Linked DNA regions of Mus musculus: region 1 is linked to region 2. Evidence: chromatin contacts called from public capture Hi-C data. All regions are on one chromosome and are shown on one strand. The core of a region is the stretch at or near the end of the contact, and the rest is flanking DNA. Distances in the headings are between cores, read along the strand shown.

Evidence for each region. Capture Hi-C pulls out chosen DNA fragments and counts their contacts.
Region 1: a contact with region 2 is called in a capture Hi-C map of embryonic stem cells, with 2.9 times the contacts expected there. The contact joins two enhancer-like sites. A contact is called at or near these places in 1 of 484 Hi-C or Micro-C datasets (CD4 T cells) and 2 of 9 other capture datasets (embryonic stem cells and pancreatic islet).

Annotation. Positions count from the first base shown.
Region 1 is chr6:50,276,994-50,284,709 of GRCm38.p6, forward strand. No RefSeq gene overlaps it. Among named protein-coding and RNA genes, the nearest start is that of Gsdme, 19 kb to the left of the region's middle. Within about 2 kb of position 4,793, at least 8 of the 459 cell types and tissues checked have an H3K27ac peak or open chromatin away from gene starts, as enhancers often do.
Region 2 is chr6:50,004,403-50,011,619 of GRCm38.p6, forward strand. No RefSeq gene overlaps it. Among named protein-coding and RNA genes, the nearest start is that of Gm38805, 100 kb to the right of the region's middle. Within about 2 kb of position 5,124, at least 53 of the 459 cell types and tissues checked have an H3K27ac peak or open chromatin away from gene starts, as enhancers often do.

The sequences.
Region 1 (7,716 bases), core at 3,543-6,042, 270 kb after region 2:
GGGTAGTCTCGTGGCCAGCACAACTCCTTGACTTGACCTGTCTGAGATACCTGGTGTTTCACCTCAAAATATAAGGTTGAACCCAGTCACCCAATTACAGCAAACATTGTAGTAGGCCAAGCACCCCCCACAACAGCTCAGGGGAGGGGTGCTGTTGGGAAGGCCTGGATGCTGAGCTGCTGGGAGCTGGTGGGTAGAATGCTGGTAATAGGTTGTGGGGGAGGGGCACAGCACTAGGTGGAGCATTCAAGACTGGAAACCAACAAGAGAGATGAGACCACATCCCTGGGGAGGGGTTTGCATGACAGTAGGATGGCATGGATTATGGTTTAGGTATTTTTTTTAAATCATTTTTTTTTACTCTGTTTATCTTATAACCCAGTCTGGATTCACATTTGCTACATAAGCCAACTCTGGCCTTGAACTTCGGATCATCCTGCTTCCTCCTCCCAAGAGCTAATACTACAGCCTCTGCCACCACGCCCAGGTTCAATCTTTTTTCTACAGTGTAGTCTTGATCATCTTCCTCTCCTTCTTGGTCTTTGCTTTGTTGTCTTTGCAGACCATTCTGATCAATCTGGCTAATGGGATCATGGGTTAAACATACACCCTTCCTCTCCCTCTCCCACTCCCTCTCCCTCTCTCTCTCCCTCTCCTTCTGTCCTTCTCCCTCTATCCCTCTCCCTTTGTCCCTCCCCCTCTATCCCTCTCCCTCTGTCCCTCCCCCCTCCCTCTCCCTCATCTCCCTCTTCCTTTCTCCTTCTCTCTGTGCATGCATACATACATGGAGGCCAGAGGATAACTTTTAGGAGCCAGCTGTTTTGTACCACCATGTAGATTGTAGGGAATCAAACTTAGGTCACCAGGCCTGGTGGCAGACACCCTCATCCCACTGAGCCCTCTCACTGGTCCTAAACACCCCTGTTATATCAAAGTGTGTTTGGTGCAGCACACTGGAAGCAAATAAGGCTAGACACTGAGGTCTTAGGTCTTTGAGATGAAAGCCTTTGGTTGGTTATTGAACACATTTTATTTTCTATCTGTGCTGTGAAATCGTGAAGATCGAAGGCACTGCCCCAGGGTAATCTAGTTCCACCAGATTAATTTACTCTACTAAATGGCTTCAACTACCAGTTCAAACATAGGTAGGCTTATATCAAATTACATAATATTAAGTTGTACTGGGTGATATTTTATTTTGTTAGCTTCATGGATGAATGAAGATAAGGAAGGAAAGCCCACTCGCCACGTTTACTCCATCTCTCCTGGGTACCGGCAGTATCCTGGGCTCTAGAGGAGCAGGTCAGAGCTCATATTCTAGTTGGTAAAAGGACAACAAGCAGAACAGGTAAAAAAAAAAAAATTAATGATGGCGATTGCTTGTAAGGAGCTCAAAGGCATGATTTAAGACTTAATGAGCAAGCCAAGCCAGGAAAGCATCCCAGCACTTGGGAGGGGTGGGAGGAGGATGGGGAGTTGAAGGTCAGCCTTGGGTACACCGGTGATGACAGTCTGGGTACATGACACCAAGCATCAAGACAGCAACAACCAAAAAAAAAAAAAACCCATACACTACTACCGTCAAGTAAAGAGCTGTGTAGGAGCAGGCCTGCAGCCCGATAGTGGAGCACTTGTTTAGTATGCACGAGCCCCTGGGCTTATAAATGGTGGCATACAGTACTTTAATCCTAGCACTTGGTAGCAGCAGAAAGGTCAAAAGTTCAAGGTCATTATTGGCTACATAGTGACTTGGAGGCTAGGCTGTACTATATGTGATCCTGGCTCAAACAAGGTGTACTGGCTAGTTTTGTGTCAACTTGACACAGGCTGGAGTTATCACAGAGAAAGGAGCTTCAGTTGGGGAAATGCCTCCACGAGATCCAGCTGTAAGGCATTTTCTCAATTAGTGATCAAGGGGGTGGGGGTGGGGAGGTCCCCTTGTGGGTGGTACCATTTCTGGGCTGGTAGTCCTGGTTCTATAAGAGAGCAGGCTGAGCAAGCCAGGGGAAGCAAGCCAGTAAAGAACATCCCTCCATGGCCTCTGCATCAGCTCCTGCTTTTTGAGTTCCAGTCCCAGCTTCCTTTACTGATGAACAGCAATGTGGAAGTGTAAGCTGAATAAACCCTTTCCTCCCTAACTTGCTTCTTGGTCATGATGTTCATGCAGGAATAGAAACCCTGACTAAGACACAAGGAAAAGCAAAAGAGAAGAAAATAGAAAGAATGAACTGGACTGAGGGAAAAATCAGGTGCTTTCCTTGGGTCTCATGGAGAAGGAGAAGAGGGGTCAGAGGGCAAATCTCTCTCCCAGAAAGACAGACAGATACAGGAAAACACAGCTGCTACAGCGGACTACCTGGCGGGCACCAGCACAGCTGCAGGGAAACATCTGCTGTGATCAAGGCTCAGGGTCAGACCGCATTGTCTCTGAGTTAACGCTGACTACGCTATTGTGAGTTTTACTCCCAGGATCTCTAACCAAGTTCTTTTCACTTAGTACAAGACTTGTTTATCCCAGTCTGGCGTCAAATTCTTTGTGCACTTCATGCTGACTTTTAACTTGTGAACTCCCAATGCCTGCCACTTAACCTGAACTCATTACAGTCTGACTCCAAGATGCACCCATAGACCATCCCAGAATACTCCCTCGTGTTGCCAGCAGACAGAGAAGAAAACAGCCATTTTTAAGACACCAGATAAATTCTTAACAAGACCGGTCTTCAAGAAAAGCTACTTTGAGACTGGAGAGATTGCTCAGTGGTTAGGAGCACTTCCTGCGCAGTCACAAGGACCAGGGTTGTGATGCGAGCACCCATGACAGGTGGCTTACAAATGCCTGTTACCCCAGGTCCAAAGGGTCTGGCATCATCTTCTGACTGGCGTGCTCTGTAAACACCGACACACCCATGTGAGCACACATACATAATAAAACATTTGTTAAAGGAAGGCTGTTTTGCTAGAGTCAACATCATTGAGGTTTTATCAAATCATTATGCAGCCCCTTCGCCTCTGGCCATTCCACCCAATCACCCAGTACAGCACCCCAGCTTGCAAGAAACAAATTACAAGGCCCACCAAAACATATCTCTTCTGCTAGCCTATTTTTGAGTTGTCTCCCTTATAATAACCAGGCAATAGTAAAAAGCACTCTTCCGGGTTCTGTGTGAGCTGTTCCAGGAGATAATTGAGACCGAGGAGGGAGTTATAGGGACCCCTTCCTATATGACAGTTGAACTGGTATGTGAGGTGGGGATGAGCTGGGAGGCTGAGCCCTTACCTTGTGAGGTCTGCATTCACTTGGGGAGTTGAGATGAGCTAAATGGTTCGATGTGAGAGAACTGGAGAAAAGAATCGGGGTCAGAACATCCCAGAAAGAGCCCAAGAGTAGCCCAAGCAGACAGATCAGAATATAAGCTCACAAAGCATGCTGGAGATGAAGGCTCTCTGCACAGGCATGGAGCCTGCTTTGAGGCCTCATTAGATCACAGGACACAGACAGAGGCAAAGGAATCCTCCAGGCTTCTGGATATGTCGACAGAGATGGAAGGGCGAGCCACGCCGAGAGAAGAAACCAAAAGAAATACCCAGAGCAATTATGACAGAGAAATCCTCAAATTAATGTTACCAGTTAATTAATGTGGTCAGACCCAGCCGTGCCATGGTGGCACACGCCTTATTCACAGCACTTGGAAGGCAGAGGCTTTGAGTTCAAGGCCAGCCTGGTCTACAGAGTGAGCTCCAAGACAGCCAGGGGTACACAGAGAAACCCTGTCTTGAAGAAACAAATAAAAACAAACCAAAACAAACAAAAAAAAAAAACCAAACAAAAAAAAAAAACCATACAAATCTAGAAATCCCATAGAATACTAAATAGGATAAATGGGGCGGGGGGGAAGCACAGAGAAAACTCTCTGTCTCTGTCTCTCTGGCACATCATAAGTAAATTGTAGAAAGACAAAGAAGGTAAAGAGACATCCTTTGGGGGGGGTGTTTTGTTTTGTTTTTTGTTTTGTTTTGTTTTGAGGCAGAGTCTTGCTATGTAGACCAGGCTGGCCTCAGACTCAGAGCTCTACCTGTCTGTGCCTCCCCAGTGCTGGGCATTAAAGACATGCCACCTTTGTTTCGTTTCTGTTGTTGTGATTAAAATATTCGGACAAAACAATTTTAACAAGCAGAATTTATTCCAATTCCAATTCCAGGTCACAGTCCATTGTCTCCAAGAAGGCAGGAACTTGAAGGCACTAGTCACAGGCACAGTCAGGGAAGAGCAGGGACACGTGAGAATGAAGGAAAACATTTCTAGGACTTGATTATCTATCTCTTGGGCAGTGCAGGGCCCTAAACCAAGGGCTAATGCTACATCTGCCCTTAACCATGACAATCAGGACAACCAGCCTTACCTAGGCAATTCCATACTGAGGGCTCCTTCCAGGGAATTTGAGATTGTTTCAAGTTGTCAGTTAAAATGACTGTGTGTCGCTTTTTCTTCTTCTCGTGCTACCTCTGGTTTTTTCTCTCATTTCGCCCAAAAGCCTTTTAGTTAAATTCAGATGAGTGCTTGAATCTCTGCGAGTTTATCAGAGCTACCTTTAGCTTCTTTGTGATCCGGAACAGGTCCCTTGGTCACTCAAATCTGAAGGCTTTAGTTCCTGACCTCCAGATTATAGCCCTGGTCAGTATTTGCAGGTTACAGTAATGTGCCTTTAAGAACTTCAAAAAGTGTACGCATGCTCTCCTGGGAGATCTAACATGGAGGCGCCATGTCTTCTTGATGTCTAGATGGAGTTAACATTGCATAGAAGCCGAAAGCTACTTGAAAGGGGCACAAGAGACGCCTCTAACCACATCAGGAGGCTCATGTGGATTTTGAAGCTCCCCATTTTGTTTCCATGGGCACCTGCACATACACACACATACATACACACACACAATGCACACAGAAGCACACACACACACACACACACACACACACACACACAAGTGCATGCACACACTCGAAGAGATCTGTTCTCTAAAAGGAGGAGACTAGAAAGATGTCTTGGCAGGTAAGAAGAGGACCTGAATTCAGTTCTGGGCATCGAGGGGGGAGCAGCTCATAACCACCTGTAACTCCAACTTCAAGGGCCCAATGTTCTCTTCTGGACTGTTGTTGGCAGAAACATTAATACAAATACACATAAAAGAAAAAATATTAAATAAAAAAAGGAGGCGAGGAAATGGCTTGATCCTGACTGGCGAAGGATCTAGCTTGAGAGACTTGGATTATCCCCAACCACAATCACCTCACGTGGAGCTGTGTGGTGGGGTGGTGACGGTTACAGACAATCACCTCACGTGGAGCTGTGTGGTGGGGTGGTGACGGTTACAGACAATCACCTCACGTGGAGCTGTGTGGTGGGGTGGTGACGGTTACAGACAATCACCTCACGTGGAGCTGTGTGGTGGGGTGGTGACGGTTACAGACAATCACCTCACGTGGAGCTGTGTGGTGGGGTGGTGACGGTTACAGACAATCACCTCACGTGGAGCTGTGTGGTGGGGTGGTGACGGTTACAGACACATGGAACTTTGTGCTCTTGGACCCTGGCTCACGGTTCTGGCTCAGAGGGTCCAGCCTCAAGGGAACGTGCAAGGCGGAGCTCAGCAGTTAATGTAAATTGCTCTTCCCCTCATCTTCATTTCTGTGAAATCTGCCTTTAGTGTCCTGAAAATGCATCTGCGGCAACACAAGTTTTATTTCTTTCTTAAAGAAAAACAGTTGATTCCATCCACGCTGATAGCCTTTGGGGCAGAAGTGAATTCATGTTTAATCTTACACCATCCACTCAGCTGGGCTCCAGTTCTGCCTGGGATTTAGACATCTTCAGCTCTAACTGGTGTCACACCGAGTTAGATTTGATGGCTTACCATAAAGTGCCGTTATTGGTGTATATTTCGGTGTAAATCGTAAATCCAAATACCCACAACCTTCATCTTCATGTGGCTCATGACTAATTCATTTTAATTGTGCTCATCTTTGATGTTGATGACAGCTCACGTTGTTCTCCCATTTGCTACTTTGTAATTTATTGTTTTTTTGTATAGGCCTCACATAGACTCTCAACCTCAGATATACCATGCATTATGTAAAGAGGTTTCATGGCTAATTAACAGTCTTAATCGTATTGGACTTCTTAGTACAGATCTCTCGCTACCCTTTCCTTTTTTTTTTTTTTTTTTTTAGTCTTTTGAGACAGAGTCTCAGTGTAGCCCAGGCTAGCCCCAACCTGGCTGTGTAACTAAGGACAAGTGCAATTTCAGATTTTCTTGCCCCAACCGTTTGAGTACTGGATTAGATTCCTGGTTTGTGCTCTGCACCCAGTTTGATTCTTTTCTTTTCTCTCCTCTTTCTGTCTTGTAAATTTTGATAGCGCTGAGGACTAAACCAGAGTTTAGGGAACGATGGACAAGCACTGCTGTGCCATACCCCCAAGCTTCTCCCTCCCTTCTGAAACCACACGGGGGTGCAGGGGTCTGCAAGCAAGAGGCCTTATGAATAGAACTGGGGCTAGGATGCACAGCCCCCTAAGCTGTGGACAAGAACAAAGAATCCTTGGGGAAAACTGAACGACTTTCCCCTCTCCCTGGAACATACACTTCCTGTCAGTGTCCTAAATAATACAGTATAACAACTGTCCACAGCAAATAGTGTTCTGTTAATTGTGTTCTGTTAGCCATTGTTATCGATAGCTTAAGAGAGGCTATAAGCAAATGCTGAGCCATTCTGTATGAGAAACTTGAGCATCTCTGGATTGAGGGATCTGTGTATGCCCTGAAGTCACTTCCCTATGGATAGCAAGGAACAACTATATACAACAGGGAATACAACCCTGAAAGATTTCCTCCTGGATCTATCACCCCTTCCAAGCATCCTACAAACTAAGCTACACCCCCAGTTTCCGTCCTGCAGTCTTTGGGTAGAAAGGGAAAAGATGTCTTTTTGAGGACCTCTTTGTAGATTAGGATGGACTCCAGTGTCTTTCTAATCCCTCATCTTTCTTTGACAGTTCTGAAAATCTCTGGACTTTCCAAGGTCACAGAAAGATTCAGATGCCATGCATTTTTCCGGTGTCTAACACAGCCTCTATTTGCTGTTCATTCAGTTTTTGAGTGTCCTTTTGTCTTTAATTTCCCTATCTTTAATTTCATAGGTGTGTGTCTGGGATGCTCAAAAGTATTCAAAACATATGAGGTCAAGGTTGAGAGCAAATTATCCTGAAGTTTTTTTTTTAATTAAAAAAAGTGTGAGTGTATGTGTGTGTGTGTGTGTGTGTGTGTGTGTGTGTGTGTGTGTGTCTGTGTACTCATGTATACATGGGTGCCAATACCCACAGAAGCCTGCTTCTGGATCTCCTGTTATAGGCAATTGTGAACACCCCATGTGGGTGTTGGAAACATAACTCAGGTCCTCTACAAGAACAGTGCATACTTCTAATGACTAAGCAATCTCTTAAGTTTATGACTTTTAGATAGGGTCTAATATGCCCAGGTTACCTTCAAACTCATTCAATAGCCAAGGATGGCCCTGAACTGATTACTGATTCTCTAGGCTCTACCTCCCAAGAGCTAGACAATGCAGTGTGGGGGATAAAACTCAATGTTGTGTGCATGCCAAGCAAGCAATCTACCAACCGAGCTACGTCTGCAGGTCCATCCTGCAGGCTTTAAGAAGGAGTG
Region 2 (7,217 bases), core at 3,874-6,373:
GGGCCATTAGGCAATGGAGCCTAGCTGAAGAAATAGGTTACTGGCAGTAAGGCTTTGAAGGTGCATCTCATTCCTGACCCCTTCCTGGCTTTCTCTACTCCCTGGCTGCCTTGAAGTGAACCAGAACGCACTTGCTGCATCCTTCCTCCAGGATTCTGCTGCCTCACCACAGACCTAAAAGCAATGGTGCCAGTTGACCAAATACTCATTTAGCATAACAGTAGTCATCCTCCCAGTCATTGGTTTCCACCATGAAATCCCTCCTGTGAAGCAGGACTTATATTCAAACAGAAAGCTCCTGGTTGCCCTGCAGCTACTATGTGACTCTTGTGCCAATGGATGCATCTTGCCATCAGGTCAGTTTTATAGCATGCAGGATCTAGTGCTGGACAAGACTATTGCTGTCTTCTCCTACCAGCCTCCACAGCACCCTCTGGCTCTCTACAATCTAGCCAGTAGGGGAAGGGTTTCATGGTCAGTTTGAGGCCAATTTCCTTATGTGCTACATTCAAAGTGAGTGACATCTTTAACAAGAGTGTCTTACCACCTAGTCATAGTTGACAACCAAGGACAACAACAACACCCTGTGTTACATTGGGTGCCTCAGACTATGTCAATTATGTTTTTGTTATGAATTTAGACATGCTTAAAAATGATATGATTTTTGTATGAGCACTCAGGTGAACAGTGAATATATTAAGTGCTACAAATTCAAGGAGAAAGGTCAGGAGAAGAAAAGCATTATGACAATCATCAATGTGGACATACTGAATGTATGTGTAAAGTCTACACCACAATGTAAATGGAGATATATGGCTTCTCTTAGCTTTGATTCACATTTGGGCAAAATATAAATGCTCTTTCAGTATAAATGCTCACTCATCATCTAAGAGTGAATTTCAACTAGATAGCTATACACAGGAGTTGGTAATAATGGAAGAAGATTGGCTGGATGTATACTTTGGAGAGTCATCGATGTGAGGGCGATATTGAAAGCCATCACCCTAAATGAGGTCATCAGGATTAGAGAAAAGAGTATCCAGCACTATGCTACAGATAAAGAAAGGCCAAGGGGAGAGGGAAACTCAAGGACACTGAGAAGTCATAGGAGATAGAAATGCTTTGTCCATTGACATGGGAAAACAAAGCATTTAAAAATGAGAATTGCTGGGCCTTTCGGAATCCCAGGACTTTCACCTTAAGGTAAGGTGAATAAGAGCATCTCTGCTGGGGTGTTTATGAGGATGACATCTGTAATATATGTAAATGTTGGCATTGTGTCTCATGATGGGCACTCGATCAATGTCTGTTATCCTCCTGTTGGTTGTGTTACCAGACCCTTGGGGAAAGAGAACCTTCCAGACAACCTTCTTATATTCTTGCAGTCTGTGTTGACTCAATATGGTAAATAGCTACTTGTCTGAGAAAATATTTATGCAGGATGAATAGGACAAATATTGATTTTGTTCTACCCTGGCATCCATATAACTCAAGGACAAGGGAGACTCCGCACATGAATTTTAGAAACAGTAACTGTGCTACTCACTCTCTCAACCCTGTCTTAGTAATTAATGTGTTAACACTTGTGCTGTGAACAAATGAATAAAGGACTCAAGTGAGAGGGAATGACATCATGTCTATTTCAGGGCAACATTAAAATGTGTGTGTGTGTGTGTGTGTGTGTGTGTGTGTGTGTGTGTGTGTGTGTTAATTATCATAAAGCAGTCAGCTCAGTTGGTTTCTGAATAAGGTTACAAATTTAGTATCACAAGACCATTTTGTACCCAGGTACCACTCCCTGAGTATTTCCCACCTAGCCGTGCATCACCGGCACACCTTTCATCTCTGTAGGGAAGAAGGCAGGGGATATAGAATTCACATACACCATACAAACCAAAGCCACAGAAAGCCATATTGCTTTCTGCAGCTCTGACTGTGTCCATGTGGCTTGCCAAGTAAGGTAAATTCGGGTCTCTGCACAAAGGAATGAAAACCCACTCTGTGACTAGGAACCATCTGCCCACAAGAGTCAAGCAGATAAAACTTTTACCAAACCCCCAGGACCTATAATCTGGAGTGACAATAATATTGGTACTTGTTTTACTTATTCTGATTTTGAGTTCTTGGAGCCAAGCATTATTTTCTCATCTGCCAGTGGCTCTTGAATTTTCTTTCTCTCTGCTCTCCACTCAGCTTCTTTTGGAGTCACCTTAATCCCATAGCGATAGTCAAGTAGTGGATGGAATTATGATCCCACCCATGTAGAACTACTCTGACAGTGTTGGGTATATGAGAAGGGTTTGCAGCACTCAATGTATTCCTCCATCTTTTCCTTCATTAGTGAATGGCTTCCTCACAGCCTTCGGGGGATCTGGCTGGATAATAAAAGAACCCAATTTACACTTATTTTTAAACAGCAAAAAACATATAGTGGGTTAAAGGCTCTATATTATAGCTGCCTTCAGCCATTCTTTTTAATCACTCTTCTATGTGGCGTCCCTGGAAAGCCATCCATTTACCCAACACAGGGAGCAAAGACTCCCACAAGGAAGCATTTACTTGCCCACGGACACATACTGGAACCACTGTTCAGTGTTTAAAAACCTTCTGCCTGTCATACCCTTTAAAAGTGGACTGGTGGGGATAATGTCGAGCAGATCACATCCCCAGAGTTGCATGTAGCAGGATGGATAGAATCTAATGAAGAAGACTGGAAAACAACAGCCACATGGCTAGTGCTGGCATTCAAGAAACCCTGGTCAGAAATGTAATGTTTGTTAAATGGGAAAGGAAGTAAGAGCCTGTCCTCCAGCGTCTGCTAAAAACTTAGTGATTTCCCTGGCATGCATCAAAGAGAAGGCAAACCATAGCTTTGAGTTCAATTTCGTGTGGACTTTTGAGAAAATGAGACTGAAAAAAATACTCTCCTCAGGAGCAAGATTGTCCTGGCCATGTGCATCAGCAGAGCAAGATGTAGTGTCTTGTTCCTCCTTCGGGGCCTTTGGGAGGCAATGTTACCTGAAGTGAGATGCTGAACTACAGGAGCTTGGCCCTGCAAAATCCAAGCTAAGCACTGGAAACAGAAGAAGAGACTGTCGGGACCCTCATCGGTGGTGCTGTATCAGACCACCCTGGAACTTAAATTAGGAGGAGGGAGAGGACACTGGCCTGTAGATCAAGGACAGCTTGGTAGTGTGGCGTAGCCGGGAAAGACGGGGCTAGGATTATGACTATGCAATAAGAGCTGAGTTTTGTTAGGCACTAGCTCTACCTTACACAGTTTACCAGATACGTCACACAAAGTCTTTTTGTAGTTTCATGGAGATTGGCTACAAGTGTCACTTCTGGCTGACAGATAAAGAAACTGGGACTAAAATAAGTGAAGATTCTTACCCAAAGTTGCCCCCATGAAGTATGAGTGAGCCAAGATCCAAATCTAAGAGATCTAACTTCAGAATTTGGCTTGTTAGTAAATGGTGCTGGATCAGGCCTCCAGAGATTCAGCAGGTGGGTCTTTATATTAGGGTGTGCTGAGGACAACCCCCTCCTCTGTTTTTGTCCTCTTCCTCCCCGGGGAACTTCTGTAGTCTGGCTGTCTCCGGATTTGAATGTAAACATGGGTGAACAGTGTCAAGAGTCCATCAGAGAAGTCACCTGTCAGGGACACAGGCTGACAGAAACAGACAGCCAGTAGAAAAGAAAATCGCCTACCTCATAGGTCATGCAAGCTTCTTAGAAACCTGTTGGCTAGCCTGAGAGGATAGAATAATCTAGTGTGTTGTAAATTATATACTCTCTTCAAATGCCCAAAGGCTTACCAGTGAAAGTGCCTCCTGGTTCTACGTGCTGTCCTGAGGTGTTCATCTGACAGGAAGAACTATCCACTCTGAACAGTCAAACCTATCTCCAGCCCCTAAAACCAGACTCCACCCCAGGGTGCAGCTACAGAAAGACAGATCACTGCTCAGAACTTGACTGCAAGCAGCAAGCCCTGGGAGATTATAGAAAATGCCGATATCTCGGTCTCACTTTCAGAAATTCTTAATTGATTTAGAGTGGGGTCCAGACCCTGGGGCTTTTACGGCTTCTGCAGAGTGCTTCTCAGATGCAGCAAATCCTGAGGACTGCTGAGACAAGTCTCTCAGTAAGAGAAGGCAAGAAGTCAGCTGGGTCTGATTATGCCCAAAGTCTCTTTCCTAAACTTTTGAATTGCTAAGATACTTCTCTGAGTTTGCTCTTCATGGCTACTATTGATGACTTTATGATCAATTATTACTGAATATGAGGGCTACAATATTTTACATGTAGCACGATGACAAGCTGTATACAACACAAAACCACATCCGTTGTATTGGATTCCTGTCTTTTCAAAATTATGTTCAAGGCAAAGAGGCCAAGAAAATGCACGATAAATTTAGACTGTTATTAATGTGAAACCACCCCTGGCCCTTTGTCCAAGCATAGAGGGAGTTTCTGCAGACAAATCCTAACAGTGCTCACAAATAAACCTTCAGTGAGAAATGCAATCTAATTGTTTCAAGAGAAAACATAAAAGACTTATGACTTAGAATTTTCCAGAAGGGGATGTGAAGAGTGTGGGGTATAACTGCCAGCTGAAAGTGAAAAAGTGAAGTAGGGGTGTTTAAGCCTTGCCTGTACACCCTTAACTGTTGGATCACTTCTCTCACTCCTAGCTCTGAGTGTTCCGTTTGGCAGACACGGTCAGAATCCCTTCAAACGGCAGTCTGCACTTCACACAAGGGCCTGAACTCATTTCCACAAAGGAACTTCAAACCCTGGTTGCCAGCTGACTGTTTAAAGATAGAAGCACAGGGCCTGTACCAATATAACTGCTTCAGTAGGTTCAAGGGGTCTGGCCTAGTAGAAACAAGTTCTGGATCTGATTGAGCCTGCCACAGTCCTGCAGGGTGACTTTGGACAGACTATGGTACCCTTGATGCTTCAAACACCTTAGGGAGTCAGCAGACACAGAGACATTCTGGCTCACTTGCACAGGAACATTGAGAAGCCCAGAAATGCTTCTGAAGAGGCCCTGTTCTTGGCAGCAAAGGAAGTGTGAGGCTGGGCTCTGCTGAAGTCCTCTGAACTTTGAACTTGATGCAGCTTTGTGGTTTGCGTCGCGGGCAGGGCTGTGACAGACAGCGGGGTTAAAGTGGTGATGTTTGGCACTTGTGCACAGGGAAGCAAGCTCAGGAGGCTCACGGCTGGGAGATCACTGCCGATAAAGCAAAGATGGAGAGCTGAACTAGTCCTCTGTGGAAATGAGGCGTTCACAGCACATTGCAAGCAAATCAATTGCAAACTGTTAGTATTGAACTCGTCAATTTTTTTTTTTGAGTGAAGCAGAATGGGTTGACAAACAAATAATCCTCTTGTGCTGCGTGGAGCCCAGGGAGGTGAAGGATGCTGGGAAAGGAGAAATGTCACTCATGTGTGAGAATAAATGTCTGAGGTCTCAGAACTATTGGAACCAGCCTTGCAGGCAGGTAAACAAGATTGGCAAGAACAGAAGGCGGTCGTTAATGAGCCAGTCTGCAGCCTAGGAAGGCAGCAAATGGTAGGGAAACCAGAAGGAATCTTAGAAAAAGAAGGGAAAGCAAGCCAGAGTCCCATCATCAAGGAACAGGCGTCACCCTGATGCTCCAATAAGGAACCAAAGGGAGGCACATTGTTCAGGAGGAGGCTACAGCACGTCAAACTCGCTGTCAGACACTTTCCTCAGAGGCACTGGGAAGAACAATTTGGCACTTGATTCACTGTCCCTGCCACCAGCTCTGACTCTCCTGCTGTCTTAGGCAAGGAACCATGTTTGCCAAGACTCCATCTCTTGTTCCTGTCTGCTAGTGTCTGCCCTTCGCCCATCTATCTCTGCTTCAGCAACTCTTAGCGTCCACAGTGGGATTGTGTTACAACACAAATCTCAAAGTCACATGTGCCACACAATGGACTTCAACTCCAGATGGGTTCTTAGGGCTGCTGGGTAAGGGAACCAACCAGTTTTGGTTTTGGTTTTGTTGTTGTTGTTGTGTTGGTTTTTGTTTGTTTGTTTGATTTTTTTTTTTTTTGGTTTTTTTGTTTTGTTTTGTTTTGTTTTGTCACCTTAACACACATTGAGTCACCTGGGAAGAGGGAACTTCAACTGAGGAATTGCCTCCATCAGATTGGCCTAAGGGCATGTCTGTGGGACTTTTTCTTGCTTGCTAATTGCTTTCTGTAATCCACTGTGGGTTCCACCCCTGAGCAAGGAATTCTGAGTTATACAAGAAAGATAACTGAGCTTAAGCCAGAGGAAGCAAGCCAGGAAACATCCTTCCACATGGTCTCTGCTTCAATTCCTGCCCTGACTACCGTCAGTGATGAACCTGGAAGTATCACATGAAGTGGACCCTCTCCTCCCAGAGTTGCTGTTTGCCATGGTATTTATCTCAGCAACAATATGTTTCGCTAAGCAACTTGGTTCCTCTAAGCAAACTAGAATATCAATTGTTCCTTGCTTTGGTCACCACCCAGCAGCAAGCTCCCCAATTCCACCCTTATCCCAAGCCTCCTCTTCTCCCTGCCCCCCCCCCAAGCTAACCTTGCCTCCCACACCACCTCAAAGAATGAAGCTGAGACTTCCAAAACTCAGCATCAAACTTGTCTGTGTCTGTGTCTGCCTCTACCTCTCCTGTTTCCCCTGGTCAGGAAGGAAGAGGGGCCTTTACTTGTTTGACATCGTAAAAGTTGCTATCTCTTTTCCACTTTATCATCTCTCTTACAGCCTTGTTCCTCCGTTTGCCCCGGCTTCCGTTCCTCAACTTCGCACACAGCCATCCCCAGAGCTTCCTTCAGTGCTTCAGCAGCCTCGAATTGTCTTCCCTTTCCGGTGAACCATCTTTAATTAGATGTGACGTGCCCCCTAGCTGCCAGCTCCTTGCCTGCCACTCGTGGATACCTGACCTCGGCTGCTTCTCTGGAACTATACTGGCTAAGATCACCTGTGACCAACTTGGATACTCACGGGAATGACGTCCATGTTTATTCTCTCTGAAGGAGCTTCACTGGGAGCCAGTTCTCCCAGCGCACGGAGAGGCCCTGTCTGCCCTGCTCCCACATCCCTTGGAGGCTGCTGCTTCCCAGGTCCACTTTTCTCTGCTCTTTCCCCGCTGCTTCCGTTGTCTCCACTAGCATCTGTCGGCGGCCATCTTTCCTTTATA